Regions from separate parts of the Sus scrofa genome. Here region 2 is linked to region 1. Evidence: chromatin contacts called from public HiChIP or PLAC-seq data. All regions are on one chromosome and are shown on one strand. Each heading gives the region's core, a stretch centred on a gene start, on an enhancer-like site or on the middle of the called end of the contact. The rest is flanking DNA. Distances are from core to core; before and after follow the strand shown. Region 1 holds the start of SBNO1 (protein strawberry notch homolog 1). Region 2 holds the start of TCTN2 (tectonic-2).

Region 1 (6,919 bases), core at 2,172-4,671:
CTAAAAATATTTAAAAAAAAATTTAAAAAAAGCTTAGAAATGTAGAAGAGGGGCCCTAGGTTGCTGAAACCCAAAATCCAATGAGTGGTTCTGCCCAGCTGGTGCTAGTGTCTCTGAGCTTAGAGAGTGACCTTGTGGAGGCTGGCTCTTCCAGGTTCTTGTGTCTGGGAGGAGAGTTTGGCATGATGAGGCCTGTTCTGCAAGTGTGGGAAAAACTGCAAACTGAATATAGCTGCTGCTATGGGAAGGGAATGCATATGCCAGGGTAAAGAAGTGTTGCTGGGATGACGTTCACAGGAAACTTTTCCTCCTCCAACCTAGCAGTCTCCCTCTTGCAAAGTCTAACACTGAAACAGCTGGCAAAGCAGAAATGTAGTTCTCCTGTGCACCACAAAGCAGAGCGTGCTTGCTTGGGTTTGGAGCTGAGAAACAATATCTTAATAACTGATGCATTTACTTTGTTACTGTCTCTTCTCTTTGCTTCACTCCTGTCTGTTTCAGGACATTTGCATGAGCTGTTTCTGTTTTTTGTTTTTGTTTTTGTGCTGCACCCATGACATAAGGAAGTTCCCAGGCCAGGGATGGAACCCGCTGCACAGCAGTGCCCTGAGCCACAGCAGTGACAACTGCAGGATCCTTATCGGGTCCAGCAGGGATCTCCCTGTTTCTTCTTCTTGAAGTGCAGTTCCATCTTTTCTTTGCTTAGTGAACACCTACTTTCCAAATCTCTCCTCAGTTCTCACTCCAAGGAAGACTTGACTTTCTAAGGAGGTCAAACTTCTCTTTAATAGGCTCTATTAGCTTGTATGTAGCGGTGTCACAGTTACAAGTTTACATTTTGTGTAATTTGGGGATTAAAGTGGACTCCACTGTAAGGGAATTAAAGTGGACTCCACTGTAAGGGGATTAATCTCAAGGGCAGGAACCACTCCCACCTTCCCCTCAAATTGTTTTTCTTAAACTTGTGTCCCTAACCTCTAACATGGTATCTGGCTCAATAAATATTTGTTGAATGAAGTGACAAGTATAGTGTAAATAGCCATGGGGTGGGGGAGGAGAGTCAATACCATGTCTGAATAGAGATTTTTCTGAATCATCTGTTTTCAGCAGTACCTCTGGTTTGGATGCACCAAACTAGTCTTCCTCCTGGCCTCTGACCCTCATATCTCAGTTCCTATCCCTTGAATAACTGCTACTTGTGTTTTTATTCTGAGATGCTGCAAGTGTATATGTGAGCAAAATATATCATTATATATTCTTGTTGATAGAAGTGCTCCATTCTTTTATCTTTTTTTTTTTTTTTTGACTGCACCCACAGCTTAAGTTCCCAGGCCAGGCCCTGTGCCACTGCAGTAACCAGAGCCCCAGACGTGACAATACTGGAACCTTAACCCGCTGAGCCACAAGGAACCCCCAAATTTATATATATATATATATATTTATATATATATACACAAAAATTTATATTTATTTGAAAGTGCTCCATTCTTTTGAACAACTTTTTCGCTATAGGAGAGTGCCAGCTTAGTGAATTAACCTTTTCTTCAGAAAACCTTAAGGTCGTTCCCCATCTTTTGCTTCTACAAATGGTGCGGCAATGAATAACATTATGCATAATGTTTGGGTGCATGTGTATAGTTGTATTATAAATATCCCCTGAAACATCATCTTTTACTTTGGTTCAAGGTAAAGAGATTATGCAGAGATAGCTGCAAGGATCTGGCTCAGATGCTCAGGAAGTACCTCAAAGGGTGGAGTTCCTAGGTTAGACCTTGGGTTTCACAATCTAGGATTCATCTAGTCCTAGTGTACAACTTGTTTGGGGGCCTCTATTTTTTTCTTTCTTTTTTGGCTGCCCCGCAGCCTATGGAGTGCCTGGGCCAGGGATCAAATCTGAGCCACAGTTGCCACCTAAGCCAAATCTGCAGTAATGATGGATCCTTAACCCACTGTGCCAGGCCGGGGATCAAACCTGTGTCCCAGCACTTCCAAGACGCTGCTGATCCCTTTGCGCCACGGCAGGAACTCCTGGGGGCCACTTTGAAACTGAATTGTTTCAACCAAGCTCCAAAGACACTGAAGCATTAACTACAACATCTTAGATTTCTTTGCTGCATTCTTTCGTATTTCTTTCTTTTCATAACGTGACAGATTTGTAATTGCTTGTTTGCCATCATCTACACTAGACATAAACCAGGCTAGTGGAATGTAGGGAACAAGACAGATGAAGGCCTTGTTCTTATGGAACTATTATTATTATAAGGGGTCAATCTGAGCTGTAGCTGCTGGCCTACACCACAGCCACAGCAATGTGGGATTCGAGCTCCCTCTGCGACCTATACCACAGTTCATGGCAACACCAGATCCCCAACCCACTGAGCGAGGCCAGGGTTGGAACCCGCATCCTCATGGATGCTAGTCAGATTCATTTCTGCTCAGCCACCACAGGAACTACCCCCCCCCAACCTTCATAGGTTTTTAATGTGCGTGTGAGGATTAAACAAAGTAACAGTAGCAAAGTGATTTGTTGGCATTTTAAAATGTTTATTTACATGCATACATATATAATGCATATTTATGTATAAAAACACTAAGTTGAAAGATTCATAATTATTCTCTCCATGACTACTTTTTTTCCTTTCCTCTAGCCCCTTACTGTCTCTTGAAGAGCTCACACCTTAACAACTAAGTGTTTGAATGACTAGGTCTGCTTTGAGCTCAAGGCGACAGCAAAGCGACCGCCAGTAGGGGGCAAGAATCACCTAGGCGTGCCTATTACCTAAGCAACGGGTTCAAACAGCATTCTCAGAATGACTTTACAAAAGGGTTACCAAGAAGTTAATTTGTTTATTCTGTTAGATCACTTAAAAGTAGTAGCAATAATAATCATCATAATGGATAATACAAAAATAAGGAAGTGAGAGGCGGTAGCGACAGATATGCAGCAATCATTAATTCAGAGCAATAGTTTGTTCAGGTTACCAGGTGTGTGTGTGTGTGCGTGCGCGAGAAAAAAGGAAACCGAGCTGACTGCGCTCTCACTCATTAGGATATGATTGTAGCAGTCGGAGCAGTAGAGGGGCTCCGAGTTCCTTGCGGTCTCACATTGAATAAAGTGCTTTAGGAGAGCCTAACAAGAAATCATTACGAGAATTTCTTGCTAGAATTAACTAAGGTAACGAGTTTTTCAAAGTGACAAAGACGCCACTAGGTAACTTCCTGAGCCATAGCCACGCACCAAAAAGGTTTCGAAAACAGCTTCGAGCCCCTCCTTGCCCGACGTTGAAAGCAGGTGTGGGACGCATGCGCACGGCCCACCGGCTGACCTGCTCGGGGCAACCCAGAACAGACCTTCCTCCCGACATGCCGCGAGGGAGAAAAGGAGGGGAAAACGAACTCTCGCGATTCTTTCAAACGCCGGCGGAAGCAGTAGACACGTGACTCTCCTAGGCGGCCTTCGTCTTCCCCCCCTCCCCCTTCTCGGAAACCCGGCCCCCTCACCCCTCGCCCACCCCGGAGCCGCGATAATGGACCGTTTGGGTTCCAGAATTCCTTTGGATTCAACCACTGGTACAGGGTCGGCGGGAGCCGGTGGAGTCCGTGCTTGGCGGAAAAGGCGGGGGGCGGCCAAGATGGGGGGGGAAATCATCTTCCTTCACCTAGGAGAGAGGCGGGGCGGAGAGAGGGGCTGGGGTTTGCGGTGGGGGGGGAGGGAGGAAGTCACGTGGGTCCTGCGGCGCGCGCTGCGTGCGCGCGGCGCCTCATCCGTCGCCCCACCCCCTCCCGGTGGGGCGGGGGGGGTTGGGGGAGGGGCGTCAAGATGGCGGCGGGGAGGTAGGCAGAGCCGGACGCTGCTGCTGCCGCCGCCACCGCCGCCTCCGCTCCAGTCGCCTCTGGTCCTTCAAGCTGTCGCCGCCCGGGAGAAGGTGTTCCAGCGTCAGATCCTGTGGGGAAAGTAAGTCCTCCCTGTAGCCCTTTTATGTCTCCACACTCCTCCTCCCGGACAGCCTCCCACTCCCACCCTCCTCAGGGGGCCGTGTGGGGCCAGGCTGGGGGGGGCCGCCACCTCACCCCGGCTTCGGGCCTCCCGCGCCCCTCGCTGCCCTCTCAGCTGCGTGCCCCGGGGTCCTCGGAGGCACGGTCCCGGCCGCGGCCCCGACGCGCTGGCTTCCTCCGTCGGTCAGCGCCGGGCCCTGCGGTCGCCGCGCGTGGGGCTGTCGGGCTCCTGGGGCCCCGCTGTCCCAGACCGAAGGCACCCCGTTTGGGCGAGGAGGCAGCGTTTGCGGACGCCAGCTCTGGCTCTGCCGGGATCGCCCCCCGTGCTCCCCCGTCTCGACCAGGGGATGCGAGGTCCCGGACTCGTAGGAAAGTGAGCTCCACAACCCTTCAAAAGTCTTCCGCTGGAGGATTGCTTTGGTTCGGGGCGAGTGCGGAAGGCGACAGGGTTGCCCAAGATGTGGACCCCCACACCTACGGTTTGCTTGTTACCTTGCTCTCAGGGCAGTAGGGACGGTACGTGGGACACGTGGGGCCACCTTCACGCTTCACCCAGTGATTAGGTTAATTTTGCCTGGAGCTTGTTCGCTCGCCTCTTGGACCCTAAGTAAGAATCTATAGGGAGGGAAAGGCGGTCCGGGATTTGCTTACTTTGAGAGCGTTTGGCGTAACGAGCATCTAAAGTTCCCCAAACCAGTATACGCTGGTGGTTTCCCAGAAGTGGTTTGGGGTCGGTTTAACCGCGGAGGAGATTTGGATGTTCCTGAACCCTTGTGATTGTTTCTTTCCTGACCCTGGCATCCAGCTCCTCCCCTTTCCACCCCGGCTTTGTGCTTCTGTTTGGTTAATGTTTGCGGACCACTAACTTGATCCTCGCACAGAGGAACTCTTTTTATGTGCATGCTCCGTTTACTGTGGGAGGCTTTTGTTTTGGGGAGTCGCTGGTGGAGAAACGTGGGAAAAGAAAGGGCGAGAAAATGAGAGTCAAATAAAGCAACGTTTTTATCCATTGAATTGCGCAGCCAATTGTAACCTCACCCGGAAGTTTGTACTGAACACGTGTTGGTGAGAGGTTAAAACTGGGTCCCCCTTTGACCTTTGAAAGTTGATTATTAGCAGTTTATGTTGATTTAAATGTTTCATATTCTTCAGGCAGCCAGAATTAGAGACAGAATAGGGTATCTAAAGAGTCTGCCAGGAGGGTCCAGAAAGCTGTCAAACCCGAGTTAGTCTAGTGCGATTCCTCTTAGCAGTTGCAGACACTTAAGTCAGCTAACAATGCAGAGGGATTTCATTTTTTCCCAGTTATTTGCGGCAGTCAAAACAGATTTTCATGAGCAGTGGGGAAAGCCTTAATCACTGCACAAAAGATAGTTTGTATAGAACTTCTAAGATAAAATGCAGAATTTGCTATTGGTGTTTTGCGACATCGATTTTGCAAACAATGGAACTTTTTTATGTTTAAAGAAGTTGTTTCCAAAGTTTATCCACCAGAGAGGACATCTTTACTTTTTTCTTTGGCTTCTGCTTTTTATCTCTCAATGTAACTTTATTCCTAACCTAATTTTATGCCAGAAGATTCTGAAGAGTTTTAAATAAAATTTGACTTTAGTTGCTATGTAGGTGTTAAAAAGGGAGTCTTAGTGGCTTACAGTTCCTTCCTTCATTCATCCATTCATTCATTCGTTCATCCATTGAATGTTCTTATGTGTCAGTTTTACGTGTTTATGGGCTTTGTTGAGGTTACTATTTAAAATCATGCAGTATGAAGAGTCTCTTCATGCTTCTCAAAGTCTTTTTTCTTCTCAAGTACTTTAGTTACAGATACATTTTGGCTTTACTTAGCGTCTAAATTGAGCTTTAAGACTTGCTGCCCTGCTCATGAAGGAAGACAGCACTCTGGTCTGAGGTGTGGTTTTAGCAAGTTAGCTGATTTTTCATAAGGCTCTGGGTTTTCATGCTTTGCCTGCCAGAAATTCAGGGAGTAAAGATGCTTTCTGAGTGGAATTGTTTTCCATTAGGTAGTCAATTAATAACCAAAATGATGTAATCCTTAAGTTTTTGCACTTGTCTTTTTCTTTAATGCTAATTGACAGATCCACTTTCCTGGTTGAACTTACTAAAGTATCATGGACAGTCTTGGGATACCACTGAAATTTTCTGTAGATGAAATGGATAGACTTTGGAAGATCAGGAACTCTTCTTAAAAAAATATGGTACAAACCTTGTCAAAATAGGAGTTTCTGTCATGGCGCAGTGGAAACGAATTCAACTAGGAACCGTGAGGTTGCAGGTTCGATCCCTCACCTTGCTCAGTGGGTTAAGGATCTGGAGTTGCCGTGAGCTGTGGTGTAGGTCACAGATGTGCGCTCGGATCCCTCGTTGCTGTGGCTGTGGCTGGCAGCTGTAGCTCTGATTAGACCCCCAGCCTGGGAATCTCCATATGCCACAGTTACAGCCCTAAAAAGAAGAAGAAAAAAACTTGTCAGTTAACTTTTTACTTCTTGAGAGACAGTAAGTAGCACAGAGCAATGATTTGCAAATCTTTTTACTGCATTCCACAGTAAGAAATGTTTTACATTGTGACCTGGTATATAATACGCACATAGCACTGAGTTTCCTGAAGTAATGTTTACCCTCTCTGTGTGTGCTGCTCTAATTCTGTATTTAAAATATTTGAATATTCTATACTTGAAATATTTAAAATACTAGTCACAATGCACTGAAATTATTTGACAACCCAATGTGTTATGACCAGCAGTTTGAAAAATACTTGGGTTTTTTTTTTTTTTTTTTAATGTCTTTTCTAGGGCTGCATCCTCTGCATGTGGAGATTCCCAGGCTAGGGATGTAATCAGAGATTGGAGCTGTAGCCACTGGCCTACGCCAGAGCCACACAGCAGCCACACAGCAACGCCAGATC
Region 2 (7,178 bases), core at 2,831-5,330, 230 kb before region 1:
GGATCCAGTATTGTCACTGCTGTGGTGCAGGTTCAATCCCTGGCCCAGGAAGTTCTGGATGCCATAGGAGAGGCCAAAAAAAAAAGAAAAAAAAGAAAAAGCAACACTTCTCCCGTCCTCCCAGGTGACTGTAAAGGCAAGAGATGCTACACTTTGTTACAAGGGACAGGGAACATGGTGGGAGGTAGCACCTATGGACAAGGACCCCTCCACCTCACATCTCTTGTTCTTAGGACACTGCCATGATGTGAAAGAGAGAATAACACAGAACCATTTCCTCACATCCAAAGATGCATGGGCACAACGCACAACTGTATCTACTGTAGCACTAGTTATAGTATCAAAAACTGCAAAACTGGAGTTCCCGTCATGGCTCAGTGGTTAGCAAATCCGACTAGGAACCATGAGGTTGTGGGTTCGATCCCTGGCCTCGCTCAGTGGGTTAAGGATCCGGCATTGCCATGAGCTATGGTGTAGTCTGCAGATGCGGCTCGGATCCAGCGTTGCTGTGGCTGTGGTGTAGGCCGGCGGCTACAGCTCTGATTCCACCCCTAGCCTGGGAACCTCCATATGCTGCAGGAGTGGCCCAAGAAATGGCAAAAAAGACGAAAAAAAACCCAAAAACCTGCGAAACTAAGAGTATAGTTAAATAAACAATGATGTAGCCACACAATGGACTACTATGCAGCTATTAAAAAGAATCTAAGAACTAGATGACATTTAAAAGAATATAAAAACAATGAGGTAAACCTATATGTACTTGTATGAAACAATTTCTAAGTTATACTATTTCTTTAAAGGTACAGAACAGCAAATTGTGCATTATTACTGTGTTTGTTCTTTAAGAAGGGAATGTGTGTTTTCTATAGGCAAAATTTAGCCTGCTGCCTTGGGAAAAGGGAGCTGGATATCAAAAGAGTTCACTGAGGAGTTCCTGTCACGGCTCAGTGGTTAACAAATCCGAGTAGGAACCATGAGGTTTCAGGTTCCATCCCTGGAATCGCTTAGTGGGTTAAGGATCTGACGTTGCCGTGAGCTGTGGTGTAGGTCGCAGACACGGCTCGGATCTGGTATTGCTGTGGCTGTGGTGTAGGCCAGCAGCTACAGCTCTGATTCCACCCCTAGCCTGGGAACCTCTATATGCTGTGGGTGCGGCCCTAAAAAGCAAAAAAAAAAAAAAAAAGAGTTCATTGAAAATCTGCTGGTTTTCTGTAAACTCATTCATGAGTCTTTCCCTTCCTTTTGAGATTTAGTCACAGGAATCAATAAAAGGAAACAAACTTGACTTTCTCTCAAAAAGGATTTAAGGTGGCTTACAAAGATATAAACAACAGATCAAGATACAATGAATCTTAAAGTAAAATAATTCAAAGTGGAAACTTTTAAAATTAAACAAAAGGAAAATAAGCATAGGAAAGCAAGACAGATTCATGAGTAAAGCACACAAATTACATGGCGTATACTTACAATCGGATAATGTTTGCAGTAAAGGTTTTGATAGTCAGAGATTTTACTTGCCTGATGCATTATGGGCCAGAGAGGAGTTGGCATAAATTTCTGCTTGAATGAGTAGATGTGCTAAACAGGACGAATTACGTGAGGCTGAAACCAGAAGAGTCTGGACAATGCACGGGGACTCTGAGAAAGAAGCTGTCTCATTAGAGGAACAGGACTGCAGATCTCTCTTCAACCTCACTGTCACTTCCAATGAATTCTGAAAGGAAAATATTGCTGTATTTTTTATAGTGACTCAAAACAGCATCTATAATTATAAGGGCACACAATGGAAACTGCGATCAGCCTCGGTTCATTTTACAAAAGGAAAACTGTACACAAGGATGACGTCATTCTGTTCAATTCTACCACGTAAACCTATGGCAATATCAAGCCCTGATTCCTAATCCTCAACTTAACATAAAAGTAAGCAATTTTCAGGTATTCAGAGAAAGCTGAACACAAGTGTGATAAGTTAACTCAGTTTGTCTAGCACCTATAAAGGTACTAGACGCTACCAGCAGAAGATGTAATACAAAAAATGTCCGTGAAAACAGACCTGGTTCCTGGGGTGCAAAGTCTGCCTTTCTCAGCCTTTATCCCTGAAGTTGATACTTTACACACACTGGGCACTGAATAAAACATTCATTAAATGTAAAATATTTGATATCTCTAGGCTCAAGTGTCCTTACACATAAGCTCAGATTTAGGTGAGATCAATGGTGTATGAAGCTCTTTTGGGTCACAGATCCATTTGATAATCTCATGGAAGCTGGCAACCCTTATCAGAAAAAAATGTGCATGCAAGTGTGCACACACACACAATTTTAAACACAATTTCAGAGTGTTCACAGACTTCCTCTTTTGTGTGTGTGTGTGTGTGTGTGTGTGTGTCACCCCAGAAGCATATGGATTTCCAAGTCAGGTATCAGATCCAAGCTGCGGCAGATCCTTAATCCACTGTGCTGGGTCAAGGATGGACCCTGCATTCCTGTGCTTCAGAGACACTGCCAATCCCCCTGCATCACAGCAGGAACTCCTCACAGACTTTTTGAAACTAACTCAAAAACTCCTAAGAACCTCTGGGCTGGATAGGTGTCTAGGTGATCTGATAGCCCACAGTTTCATGGTAGTTCCAAGCACTGAGAAAGATCCATCTTGTCCAACCAAGAAAGCCATGCAGGAACTCTAATTATGGGCCTCTGCAGATGCTACTGAAAAGGCTTTTACCTCTGGTCTTACCATACTGGGGGTGACAGTCAAACTCCAGTTTCCAGTCTCATTGCTTAGCATTCGACAATCGGGAACTGGGAATAATCCTACGGGAGAGAAGATTAGAAAGCAAGGCAGTATTGTCCGGCAACTAAGGGGGTGCACTCCTGAATCAGGCTTCTAGGATGGAAGCTGTGTGGCTTTGGACAAGCAACAAACTCTCTGAACTTCAGTTTCTTCACGTGTTAAATGGGATTAAAAGATACTACTGTTCATATGAGAAAAATGAAGTAATGCATTTAAGACCTGGAGATAGCACAATGAATGCTAACTAGTATGATTTCAAGTTTTCGTTTACTGAATCTGTCTTTTGGTCCTCTGGTCCACAGCAGCCGCTCATCCCAACTTTTCAGCGGTCAGAGAGGCCAGGAACCCTGAGGACTAAGCTTCTTGGGCGGCCTGGCCCTGGTCCCAATCTCCTCCCTCCCTACAGGAAGGGCCGGACTCTTTACCCATCTCGTCCTGCAGCAGAGTCAGTGACACGGTCACATCCTCGGTGCCTCCGACCAGGGACGCGCTGACCGCAGGGCCAGACATGCGGATGACAGGAGGGATGAAAACTAGGTGGAGAGAAAGGGACAGGGAAGAGTTAATAGTTGCAGAGTCGAAAGGGACAGGGAAGAGTTAATAGTTGCAGAGTCGCTGCCTACGCTGAGTGGTGACTTTCTTAGGCAGTGTTTTCCAGAGCTCCGGGAGGAGACCCAAATCAGGCCTCAAAACCCTCGTCCTCACCCTCAGCCCCAGTCCCGCTGGCCCCCTACGCAGCCTTACGCACCCAGGTCCCCCCAGAGCGGACTGAAGACTCCCTGCAGAAGGAGAAACCCCAAGAGCAGAGAGACTGGCGGCGGCAAGCGCATGCCTGGGATCTCCCGTGGCCGGCAACACAGGACCGCGCCGGCCTTAGAAGCCTGGAAACTCTGGAACGCCATAACTCCGCCCTGACTGCCTCGCTACCACCATCTTGTCAAGCGCGCCCGGAGCTATGGCAACCACCAATTGGCCTCCGGCCTGACGGAGCGGAGCTTCGTGATTGGAATAGCCGTAGGGAAAGCCCGCCCCCAAATCCGGCCGCAGCGTCCCGGGCCCACCCACAGGCCTTACGTCCTCCCGGCTTGAGGACGTAAAGGATCCACGGAAAGGATCACAGAACCGTAGCCGTGCGCCTCCAATTTGAAACCGGGAATTCCCCCACCCAGAGCTAATTCAGTAATACTGCAAGAGCTACCCTACAGGTATTGGATGCTAAACAAGAACCTTAATAAGCTTGATTTTTAAAAATTTTTTTTTTATTTTCCCACTGTACAGCAAGGGGGTCAGGTTATCCTTACTTGTATACATTACAATTACAGTTTTTCCCCCACCCTTTCTTCTGTTGCGACATGAGTATCTAGACATAGTTCTCAATGCTATTCAGCAGAATCTCCTTGTAAATCTATTCTAAGTTGTGTCTGATAAGCCCAAGCTCCCGATCCCTCCCACTCCCTCCCCCTCCCATCAGGCAACCACAAGTCTCTTCTCCAAGTCCATGATTTTCTTTTCTGAGATGTTCATTTGTGCTGGATATTAGATTCCAGTTATAAGTGATATCATATGGTATTTGTCTTTGTCTTTCTGGCTCATTTCACTCAGGATGAGATTCTCTAGTTCCATCCATGTTGCTGCAAATGGCATTATGTCATCCTTTTTTATGGCTGAGTAGTATTCCATTGTGTATATATACCACATCTTCCGAATCCAATCCTCTGTCGATGGACATTTGGGTTGTTTCCATGTCTTGGCTATTGTGAATAGTGCTGCAATGAACATGCGGGTGCATGTGTCTCTTTTAAGTAGAGTTTTGTCCGGATAGATGCCCAAGAGTGGGATTGCAGGGTCATATGGAAGTTCTATGTATAGATTTCTAAGTTATCTCCAAACTGTTCTCCATAGTGGCTGTACCAGTTTACATTCCCACCAGCAGTGCAGGAGGGTTCCCTTTTCTCCACAGTCCCTCCAGCACTTGTTATTTGTGGATTTATTAATGATGGCCATTCTGACTGGTGTGAGGTGGTATCTCATGGTAGTTTTGATTTGCATTTCTCTTATAATCAGCGATGTTGAGCATTTTTTCATGTGTTTGTTGGCCATCTGTATATCTTCTTTGGAGAAATGTCTCTTCAGGTCTTTTGCCCATTTTTCCATTGATTGATTGTTTTTTTTTGCTGTTGAGTTGTATAAGTTGCTTATATATTCTAGAGATTAAGCCCTTGTCAGTTGCATCATTTGAAACTATTTTCTCCCATTCTGTAAGTTGTCTTTTTGTTTTCTTTTTGGTTTCCTTTGCTGTGCAAAAGCTTTTCAGTTTGATGAGGTCCCATGGGTTTATTTTTGCTCTAATTTCTATTGCTTTGGGAGACTGACCTGAGAAAATATTCATGATGTTGATGTCAGAGAGTGTTTTGCCTATGTTTTCTTCTAGGAGTTTGATGGTGTCCTGTCGTATATGTAAGCCTTTCAGCCATTTGGAGTTTATTTTTGTGCATGGTGTGAGGGTGTGTTCTAGTTTCATTGCTTTGCATAATAAGCTTGATTTTTATGGAGTTTTTAGGTGGAGGAACAAAAAGCTGGCCTGCAGTGCTATAATTCTATAATTATAGAATTGTTTCTATTTACTGATTTATTTTTGGTCTTTTTAGGGCCACATCCATGGCACATGGAAGTGCCCCAGCTAGGGGTCCAATCAGAGCTGCAGCTACCGGCCTACGCCCCAGCAACCTGGGATCCAGCTGCCTCTGCCACCTACACCACAGCTCTCAGCAAGAGGGATCCTTAACCCATTGATCCCCCGTCAGTAGAGCTGGTTACCGCTGAGCCACAATGGAAACTTACTATTTATCTATTTATTTACTTATTTTTATGGCTACATCCATGTAAGGTTCCTGTGCTAGGGATGGCGTCTGAGGCCGCTACCAGATCCTTTAACCCACTGCACCAGGCAGGGGATAGAACCGGTTTCTCAGAAGTCACTCAAGCCTTTGCAATGGGATTTTTTTTTTTTTTTTTTTTTTTTTTTGTCTTTTTAGGGCCACACCTGTGGCACATGGAGGTTCCCAGGGTAGAGGTAGACTCGGAACTGTTGCTGCCGGCCTACGCCACAGCTCAGGGCAATGCCAGATTCTTAACCAACCGAGCGAGGCCAGGGATCAAACCTGCAACTTCAGATTCATTAACCACTGAGCCAAGACGGGAACTCCTGCAGTGGGATTCTTAACCCACTGTGCCACAGCAAGAAGTAGGATCTGGAAATCTCATGCTCTCTTTGAGGAACTACTGATACTTTTACAAATCATGTTTGGATTATTTGAAATAAACAAAATAATCAATTTTTTTTTTTAAAACAGAGCATTAATCCTTTTGCAGATAAAGCCTAAGCGACTGCCTTTAGAATAGCAGGCTAGATAGTTAACAACTATTTCATTATTTACCCTGTAAGAGAATTTCATGGCTTTAAAACTATTACAAGATTAAAAAAGTATCCCATTTTTCTGACACCAAAGTATAAATACACCTTAAAATTGGCCTGCTCTATCCAATGAAAATACCAAATAATTGAAGTTTTGTTAATATTGCTCGCAACATAAAATTACAAGCAAACATTTAAATCTTTATTCTAAATCTTTCATACTTAGAAATTGTATATTAAAAACTTCATACTAATCTATAATTGTATAATACTTATAACAATATTTTTGTGTAGTTTTGGCAAGACATATGACCAAACCCAGTTAAAAAGTACACACTTGAAGATGAACTGAATGAGCATGAAATAAAAAATGAGTAAGAGAAAATAATGTAAGCAAATATGAAAATGTAAATTAATTTATTATAAAAATTTATACCAACCATAAACACAAGTTAAACATAAAATTTAAACAAGAATTAAGCAAGTACATAAAACATTTCAAATGATAAAACAAATTTTAAAAACCTTATCAGCTTGTTTGAGGTTATTCATATTTTAGATATATGCTGCTTTATTTTTTAGACTTAAAATAATGATCTCCATTACACTTAGGCTAAGGGTTTTATTTTATGTTATTTTTTTGTCTTTTGTCTTTTTGTTGTTGTTGTTGTTGTTGTTGTTGCTATTTCTTGGGCCGCTCCCGAGGCATATGGAGATTCCCAGGCTAGGGGTTGAATCGGAGCTGTAGCTACCGGCCTACGCCAGAGCCACAGCAACTCGGGATCCGAGCCGCGTCTGCAACCTACACCACAGCTCACGGCAACACCGGATCGTTAACCCACCGAGCAAGGGCAGGGACCGAACCCGCAACCTCATGGTTCCTAGTCAGATTCGTTAACCACTGCGCCACGACGGGAACTCCTAAGGGTTTTATTTTTGTTTCGGCCGTGCCCATGGCACTCGGAAGTTC

The links. HiChIP or PLAC-seq counts read pairs in DNA pulled down with a chosen protein or histone mark.
Region 2: an H3K27ac HiChIP or PLAC-seq map of skeletal muscle shows a contact between it and region 1. The contact joins the promoter of TCTN2 here to the promoter of SBNO1 in region 1.

Annotation. Positions count from the first base shown.
Region 1 is chr14:29,555,682-29,562,600 of Sscrofa11.1, forward strand. SBNO1 (protein strawberry notch homolog 1) reads left to right here and starts at 3,422. Exons shown (of 31, transcript XM_021073996.1): 1 at 3,422-3,955.
Region 2 is chr14:29,328,983-29,336,160 of Sscrofa11.1, forward strand. It overlaps TCTN2 (tectonic-2), which reads right to left and starts at 4,081. Exons shown (of 18, transcript XM_021072256.1): 1 at 3,542-4,081; 2 at 3,219-3,326; 3 at 2,725-2,813; 4 at 1,519-1,714. The coding sequence starts at 3,695. GTF2H3 (general transcription factor IIH subunit 3) reads right to left here. Exons shown (of 13, transcript XM_021072258.1): 13 at 6,733-7,178.